3 separate regions of the Zea mays genome follow, and all the other regions are linked to region 2. A link is a contact called in public Hi-C data. All regions are on one chromosome and are shown on one strand. Each heading gives the region's core, a stretch centred on a gene start, on an enhancer-like site or on the middle of the called end of the contact. The rest is flanking DNA. Distances are from core to core; before and after follow the strand shown.

Region 1 (2,700 bases), core at 120-2,619, 170 kb before region 2:
TTGCCCTTTTAGCTGGGTCATTTAGCCCCCTCACATTCCATGACAAAATACAACAGTTGGCATTCATTAATCAAAAGTAGTTCCCCTACATGCCCAAGTAGAGCCACACAAGACAGGACCTGACCAGACAACCAGCGACAACAGCACATTGCTAGTTGGGAAAAGCAAGCATCCCACGCCTGAAATAATGACAGATAGAAACACCGACAGAGCAAGCCAAAAGAAAAAACACTGCTGACAATCCCACAACCTGCTACCCAAAGCAGTCATCAAAAGTAGTTGGGTGACCCACAGACTATTACACATGCGAGATAACATTCTGCACTAGACCGACCCACACAAGATCTAAAAACATCACTCAGATCCTCTCAGCAGCCTCTATGAAAGGAGCCTTGAGAGGTGCCACCTTTCTGCCCTTCTTCTTGGTCCCTTCCTTCTCCTTTCCCTGAATTGCCAACTCCATAATTGCCTCCATTTGATCCTTAGTAAGGGGCCTTATGAAATGCCTTGCAAGCTGTTCCATCAAATCCACCTGACCATTAACAGATAGAGCATTAGAGCTTTGAAATTGAGTTGCAGCAGCGTTATTTAACTTAGCAGCTAGAATTTCTTGAGCTTTAACTATGGCATTTCGATTTCTTCCAAATTTGAGTTTTTTCTTTGCAGCCAATCTAGCACTAGATCTCTTGCCAATAGGAGATGGACTTACACCCGCAGCCACAGCAGGCTGAAATGAACACCCCACAACCAAACTGTTTGAAGCTAAGCTAGAGCTGGGAGGCGATCGAATTAGCGGAGCATCAGGAGCTTTAGAGATAGATGCAACAAAATCATCTATATTAATGCTTGAGGGATCTGGGATGCTACATGACAGCGAAGAGGTGAATAAATCTGGATTGCACGGCATGACAGATGCACTATTAATATTTGAATGTGGAGGCACATGAGATTCTGCAACGAGTGACTCCTGCCATGCTTCCTCCTCCATGATCTGCAGCGGGCAGAGGACTGCAGCAGAGGGGAGGAGAGGAGTACCTTTACTTGCCTGCAGCAGTCGGCAGGTGTTGATGCAGCGAAAGGCTCTTGTGAGAGCCAAGAACAACTTGCACGGTGGCATTTTAAAGACGCTGCCGGTGGTGCGCTTTAATGACAGAAAGAAAGAAAAAAACAGAGAAAGGTTACTGTATGGAGCGCGTGGCGATGTCTGGAAATCACTGTCCATGCCATTCTTGTCTCACCAAACATCAATTCTGCAGCTATTCCTTGTGCTGACAATTCTCCCATTCCTATCCTTGCTTGCTTGGGCGCTGCCCAAGAGTAATTTATATATACACTGGAGGTAAATGTACGACATCCAGCGACCCAAGGCGTTCATGCTGATAAAAGCTATGACAACATCTGTACTAATCTCATTAACCTTTCTATAAGTAATAATCCGGTGTCAGCTTTTGACCATTTGCATGCTCGCTGCCAAAATTTTGGAAAGCCAAATGTCCTCTCTTGCTACCCAGTTGCTTAGCAGTTAAGCTTCCAACGATCAACCTGAGGCTTAACCCCACCCAACTAACCAATCTTTACCAACAAACTGAGGCTTACTCAGATCTCACCGAAGAGGCCAAACCTACAGATCCACCGCGCAGAGAAATAAAGGCGCCTTTTGCAAAAGGCTGAAGAGGGCAATCTCCTCTTTTGAGGCGCACTTTTTAGAACAGGGAGATTGAGGAGTGTGGCCTCCTGTTTTGCCACTACTTCGTGCTTATCGACCTGATACCTCTGCATCTCTCAACTCTTCAGTGCGAGTGGAAAAAAAATCTCTTCCATCAATCCAGCCGAGTTAGTTCTTCCTAAAATTTCACAGGACCATGAAAAGCAGCAAAATGAGAAAAATACGTGCAATATACTGTTCTTGAGTCTGCATCTGCAACTGCAACAGATAATTATTTCAGAGTTAAGACTTTAAGAGGGAATATGCCATGCATTTTTGGTGCAAACCGCACCACAATAAAGGAGAGAAAAATTCTAAGAAAGTGTGATTTAAGAAGAATGGCATTCTACAAAAGTGTGATTTAATGGCTGAGGCCCACAGCCCACTGCATGGACCCCTCCATTGGAATTCTTTTAACACCCTTTTCCTCCTTCAGACTGGTGGAATGGTGGAGAAGCCATAGAGGCAGAGGTGGTGAGCCTGCCTGTTGCAAGTGCACCTAATCATCGCCATCATGGACACTAGGCAGAGAAGCACCAATAATAGGCACTTTTTCGGCCTTACATGTCCCATGACCAAGCATCAACACGCGGCGCCAAGAACTTTCAAACTGATAGCCTCCACTTCTAAATGCGTGTGCTGGATGATCCTTGTCCTTAGAAGCCAAAACAGCAACGACATAGAAAACAAAGGGCTTCCTAGAACCCCCACCAGCTTATTTTGCTCTGCCTGCGCCTGCCGGCCCAAAGATCACTCGAGTTGGAAAAATAGCCACCTTTGTCAGCCCCACAAGCATTAGTAGTTTGTTCATCTCGTAATGGACCGAGCCGGTTTTCACTTGATACACGAACATTAGTATTTTCTGTTTGCAAAGCAACCCAATAGTCTATGAAGCAATAGCGAGCCTCCATTCCCGTTCAAAAGTTTATGTTGCTATCAGTCTCCAGATTGGTATAAAGTAAACAATACTCAAGGGAACATGATTGCCACACCAG
Region 2 (2,700 bases), core at 47-2,546:
GTGATGCTCAAGATGATGCAAATGGTTCTAAGAAGCGGGCGAAGGTTGCAAAGTCATCTCCTAGACCAAATAAACCAGCCAGCGAATGCCATGATGTTAGGAAAGCTACCGCTAAGAAAGCTACAGGTGCCACTACCAAGAAAACTAAGAAAGTAAAGATTGAGGAATCTGTGAGTAATGGACTAGAAACCAGTGGTTCTGATGTTCCAGAACAGAGTGCTGACAACACTTCTGACCAGAATCAGAGTCCCACGAAATTCCAATCTGGGGCAATGAAGTTGGGTGATGTAGTTACAGCAAAGGTCTACCAGATTCGAGCCTATGGACTAGTACTTGAGTTGAGTGATGGTGTGCGTGGAATGCATAAATTTGAGGTAATTTCGTACAAACTTTTGAGAAAACAAGCCATCTTTTTTGTTCATACTGCTATTAGCAACACAGTTTTTCATCCCTGTACTCCACCTTCTCAATGGCCACACTATATTCTTATATTCTTAACCGTTGCATCCTCCCCCCAATACTCCCAATGAACATTGGTAACTGAAATTCTGGAGCATCTCTTGCAGGCAAATGGCCTAAAGGAATTTGAAGTTGGACAGGAACTAGTAGTGAAATGTTCTAGTTTCAATGCGAAGGGGATTCCGTTATTCTCATTGCTGGACTAGCAATGCCACCATTTGGGAACCGGATACAAATGACACCTTAGCAGCTAACCAATCAACTTGTGGAACACATGGCTAGCGAAGTTTTGTTCTTTCGCTGTTGTTGAAGCGTTGGTCAAGTTCTTTATTCGTACAACCATGAATAGAATGGAGGTCAATCACATGAAGTGTAGAGCGTACGGACTGAGTACGAACCATCGGAACCTGCTGTAGCCATTATATATAACTAGGATTACGTTACTTATCTATCTATTGGTTAAAATAATAGGGACGATGAATTCTTTGTAAGACGTACTGAAGCAGAGTGTCCCACTTACAGGAATCCAGTTCCAGTTTGTAGTTTCTTTACCTAAGATTGTTCAGCTGTACCTTTATTTTATTTTTAGCAGGGCTGTTTACAAAATCTGATTTTTTTAGTTTTGAAAAGTTAGCAGGAGCATTGCTTATGTTTGGGTGGGTTCAGATTACATGCAGTATAAACTTTGAAGACTATATATATATATAATAGAAAAAAAGAAGTGCGAGAAATAACAGAAGACGATAACAACAGGCGAGTGGCCACGGATGCTCGAGAAACCGGACTAGCACCATTTCCACCGTATCACTGCACGGCCGCGCGAAAATGTGCAGCGCCACAAGTGCATTCCGGCCCCGTGAGTAATCGTAACAGAGGATCGCTAGCTAGTGTGCTACCCTGTACGGCGCAGGCGCAGCCATGAGCAACAGCGGCAGGTGGCGGAGGAGGACGAGGTCCGTAGCCCCTTCGCCGGCCACCTCTTCTCCGTCGTCTCCTGGCCTCCGAGAAGCGCAGCCGTTCCGGCTTCCCCAGTGGAAGTTCTCCCAGGTCCTCGGCGAACTGCCGCCCGCGGCCGAAGCCCGCCGCGACGGCGCTCCCCGTCCGCAGGACGACGACGATGGTATTTATCTCTGCCTGCAAACTCAAACATTCAGAGAGCTATCCGCATGTTGGTCGTTGGACTGATCGGTCTGTGCATGTGCTTCAGCGGACGAAATCTCGGCTATCGAGTTCGACGGCCGCGGCGAGTACTTGGCCGGCGGCGACAACGCCGGGCGCGTCATCCTCTTCCGGAGGACCGACGGCGACGGCGACGACGTAAGCGTCCTGCTAGCTTTCCCGGTGCTAGCTAATTAATTCGTGCTTCTTGCGGCCACGGGGTGACTGACGCGGGGCTTCCTCCCTACGCACGTCTGCAGGCGCGGCCTCGCGCGGAGCTTGAGCGCACGGACCGTGCCGGAGCGCCGCCGCCGAGGTACAGCTACGCGACGGAGTTCCAGAGCCACGAACGGGAGGTGAGCCACCAACCCTATTGTTTGTTCAGACGAGCAGCAGGGTGAATTGTATTGTACGTACTGTATATATATATTTTTTTCCCGAGATCACTCCATTTCTATTAGTTGCATAACAGAAATACAAACGTTTTACCCACATCCAGATAAGCACTAGAGCTTAACCTGGAAGGGTTACATCACAGAAAACAACCTGTTCAGGCCACAACACAACTATAAACCGTCTACATACAGCTAGACAAAGTTCACAAAAGCAGTTCAAACATAATCAGATACAAAATACACCGCGAAGCACGTACTGTATATCCTAGTGCACGCATTCTGTTGCTGACCTTGATCCCTCCCTGCTGGCGCAGTTCGACGTGCTGGACAGCTTGGACATCAGCGAGAGGATTAAGAAGGTGAGGTGGTGCGCGCGGCCCAACAGCTCCCTGCTCATGCTCGCCGCGAACGACCGCACGGTCAAGCTCTGGAAGGTATCGAACCAACGCAAATGCGTCGATGCTTGCTGTCGCCTGTCTCCATGGGAACATGTGGTGTAACGGGTTCTGTAGCTCCAGGGCAGGTCTCCGAACACAAGGCGGAGGCGCCGAAGAAAGGGAACGGTCGGCCGAGTTGGGGCACCGCGGCGCTGTCGGCAGCCACGAAACTGCCGAGGGGCTGTTCGTCTGCAGAGCCTGACGAACGTCCTGAAAAGGTTTGCTCTCTGCAGCATTGCTCAGTTTGATCG
Region 3 (2,700 bases), core at 191-2,690, 170 kb after region 2:
AGTTGTTCAAATAATTCTGAAATTAGCGCATCCCTGAGGTACTCACATGCAAAAGTTGAGACACAAACTCGCTTTTAAAAAATCGTACGAAAATCGAAACATTTCAGGTGCCATTTTGTTCAGAAAATATATATATTAACTATCCACTAAAGTTGACGAGCACAGGCTACACCAATGTAGTTGTAAAACTGAAACCCAGCATTCAACATGACAAAGACATCCCAATAATCCGAAACAGAAGAGCATCAAAACCAAGGTGAGAGAACATATTCAGTACCTGTTTGATCAGGCTACGCAGTTCGTCGGCCACCGCGGGGATGCATAGCTAGCTCCTCGCAGTCAGGGACTCAGGGCACCACGACAGGAGCAGGAAGCAAGAACTGAACTGGCGAGTGGAGTGGAGTGGAGCGCAACCTCGCTCTCGCTCAAGGCGTTCCGTCAGTACGCAGCTTGGCAGGTAAGGTGCAAGCGGTACTGGCAGAAGTTTGGTCGGCGGGCCTCGGCGGAGGGGGTTTCTGTTGCGAGGGGTGTATCCTGTTGAGGATCGGAGGAAGGCGTCAAGGGGGGCAGGGGCAGCGCGGGTGGCGCTTTCGCTTGGCGGGAAGGAAGCGGAGGGGTCAGCGAGGAGCCTGGTGGTTCAGGCATGCTGTCAGAACGACTGGAAGCTGGAGCAGTTGGGCTGTTCAGTCCCGGCCCGGGTACGACCACGACCACACTCTACGGGCGTGTTTGTCGCCATGGCCCAGCAGCCTGGCTGCGCTCCCGGGCTGCAGCTCCTGTGTTTGCGTGGCTGCGCTCCCGGGCTGCAGCTCCTATGTTTGCGTCGTCTGGCTGGCTCGAGAGCCAGGCTGTGCGCGTGCAAATTGAGCCTCTCAGCCTGGCTCCACAGAAACGAGCTCAAGGTCCGTTTCCTGGGAGCCTGGCTGCTCGTGGCGCAAGGATTCCGCGTTTAGGTAGTTTTGGTCTTCTAGCCTGGCTGCATATTGGATGACAAACACCAGCTCGTCTGAGCCAGGCTCATATGGTACAAGTGCGCAAACAAAATAAGTTGCAGTAGCCGGGACAGGCTAGCCTCAGCCTGGTCTAATTGAACGGACCGAGCTGGCCAGGGACAGGGTCACAAACACGCCCTACGTGTCCCACCGGAGACCAGCGTTGGCCTAGCTTCTTCCTCCGTCCTCCCCATGGGCCATGGCTGCTCTCCTGCTCTACTGGGGGATCATGATAAACCAGTTTGCACGCGACGACTGGAATTTGTTACCAATTCCTTTTTTTTCCTAGAAAAAAAATGTTGGCATCGATTCCATGGCTTCTACTTCTTAGAATGAGATCGGTGTATCTGCAGTGTGCATGTTTTTTTCCTCCGGAAAAAAAGTATATTTGCTTCCTTATCGTCCACAGTCTGAATATTACCTGTCCATATAGGCTATTAGCTAGCTTTTTCTACAGGGGATCGATGTGGCATTGCACCTCGTGGACGTCGGGTCGACGAAGACAGGTAGGTAAAACGGCTTCTGCATCAAGCTTTGAGGTTTATAAGACCCCCGAAAAAAATCACTGACCCGTCCATGCCATTGCCACCAGTCGGGGCGCACTGGCAAGTACGTCAGGAAAGTTGTGAAACCGTCGTCCGAACACAGGAGAAATGTGGAGCACGACATCGGACGTGCTCTCGAGGAGTTAGGTCGATCGACAGCACGTGTGAATATTACTCAAGGCGAAAAGAGGGGGGAAAAAAGGTCAACACTTTTTGGTGCTGAATCAAAGCCATCCATCACCCCAGTGCACCTATCTGTGAGAGACATGAGTTCTTCACAATCACATTGCGCGTTTTTTCTTTCTTTGGAAGGACTGACCGGATGAACAGTAAGATTCATTCGTACAGATACAGTATCTTATTGCATATTGCTTGGATTTGGACACTAACATGCGTACAACGGTACAGGTCCTTAAGGCGTAAGCGACCGTTCCTCTGCACTTGTCGTCGGCTACTGGTAGTTTGCAGCGGTTGGGCAGTGCGTAGCGTCGTCTAAGGCGACGGATCGGGGTGGAATGCCAGGACATGAACGGGACGCACTTGTCACTAGCGCAGCCAGAGACGCGTCGCGTCCCCGTCGCCCGGCTGCTGCCTGCCGGTGCCGTGGGGCAGTCGCGTGAGGTGAGCTCGGCACCGAACGAACCACTGGCGCCGTTTGCAATGGGTTCAGCGACCACCCAGCACTTCGTTGTCGCTCGGTCAAGCGGTTGGTTGCACGGCGACATCCCACTGATCAGAATCAGATGCCGGGTGCTCCGCGAGTGAGGTGGTGTGGTGAAAAGGATTAGGCCACAGCACTTGAGCTTGTTCCCCCGCCCCTTTGTTGGCGTTCCGTGCTTGCAACTAAAAATGGAGTGTCACCACATAGGATTTAAAGTGTGATATCCTTCGTAATGTGTACTATCATAATTATATATTTAAACTAGTTAATTGGTGTGATATTGTGTGAGACTATATCTAAACATTATTTTTTATGCCACAACCTAAGATGTCGTGCCAAAACAATAAATATTTTATATAACATACAACTTCCCCTATTAAATGTCTTGCCACATCAGCGAAAAGTCTTATATGACATCTCATTAATGAGTATGATACTATCCATTAAGAATAACCTTAGACTATGTCCAGCAATTTATCTATATGTTCACCCAGAATACTGT

The links. A called contact is a pair of places that touch in the nucleus more often than the background predicts.
Region 1: a contact with region 2 is called in a Hi-C map of tassel, with 2.0 times the contacts expected there. The contact joins the promoter of LOC118472077 here to the promoter of LOC100383610 in region 2. A contact is called at or near these places in 3 of 25 Hi-C or Micro-C datasets (endosperm, leaf and tassel).
Region 3: a Hi-C map of leaf shows a contact between it and region 2, with 8 times the contacts expected there. The contact joins the promoter of LOC103627410 here to the promoter of LOC100383610 in region 2. A contact is called at or near these places in 2 of 25 Hi-C or Micro-C datasets (leaf and root tip).

Annotation. Positions count from the first base shown.
Region 1 is chr5:188,394,815-188,397,514 of Zm-B73-REFERENCE-NAM-5.0, reverse strand. It overlaps LOC118472077, which reads right to left and starts at 1,369. Exons shown (of 3, transcript XM_035959213.1): 1 at 1,239-1,369; 2 at 1,036-1,141; 3 at 41-532. The coding sequence starts at 1,354. The coding sequence ends at 359.
Region 2 is chr5:188,229,108-188,231,807 of Zm-B73-REFERENCE-NAM-5.0, reverse strand. LOC100383610 reads left to right here and starts at 1,296. Exons shown (of 14, transcript NM_001362098.1): 1 at 1,296-1,579; 2 at 1,667-1,776; 3 at 1,878-1,973; 4 at 2,327-2,446; 5 at 2,536-2,667. The coding sequence starts at 1,378. LOC100279772 reads left to right here. Exons shown (of 16, transcript NM_001352971.1): 15 at 1-374; 16 at 567-1,013. The coding sequence ends at 665.
Region 3 is chr5:188,063,181-188,065,880 of Zm-B73-REFERENCE-NAM-5.0, reverse strand. It overlaps LOC103627410 (filament-like plant protein 7), which reads right to left and starts at 1,440. Exons shown (of 4, transcript XM_008647705.2): 1 at 278-1,440. LOC100502459 (a long non-coding RNA gene) reads left to right here. Exons shown (of 4, transcript NR_157380.1): 2 at 1,450-1,498; 3 at 1,585-1,866; 4 at 1,946-2,196.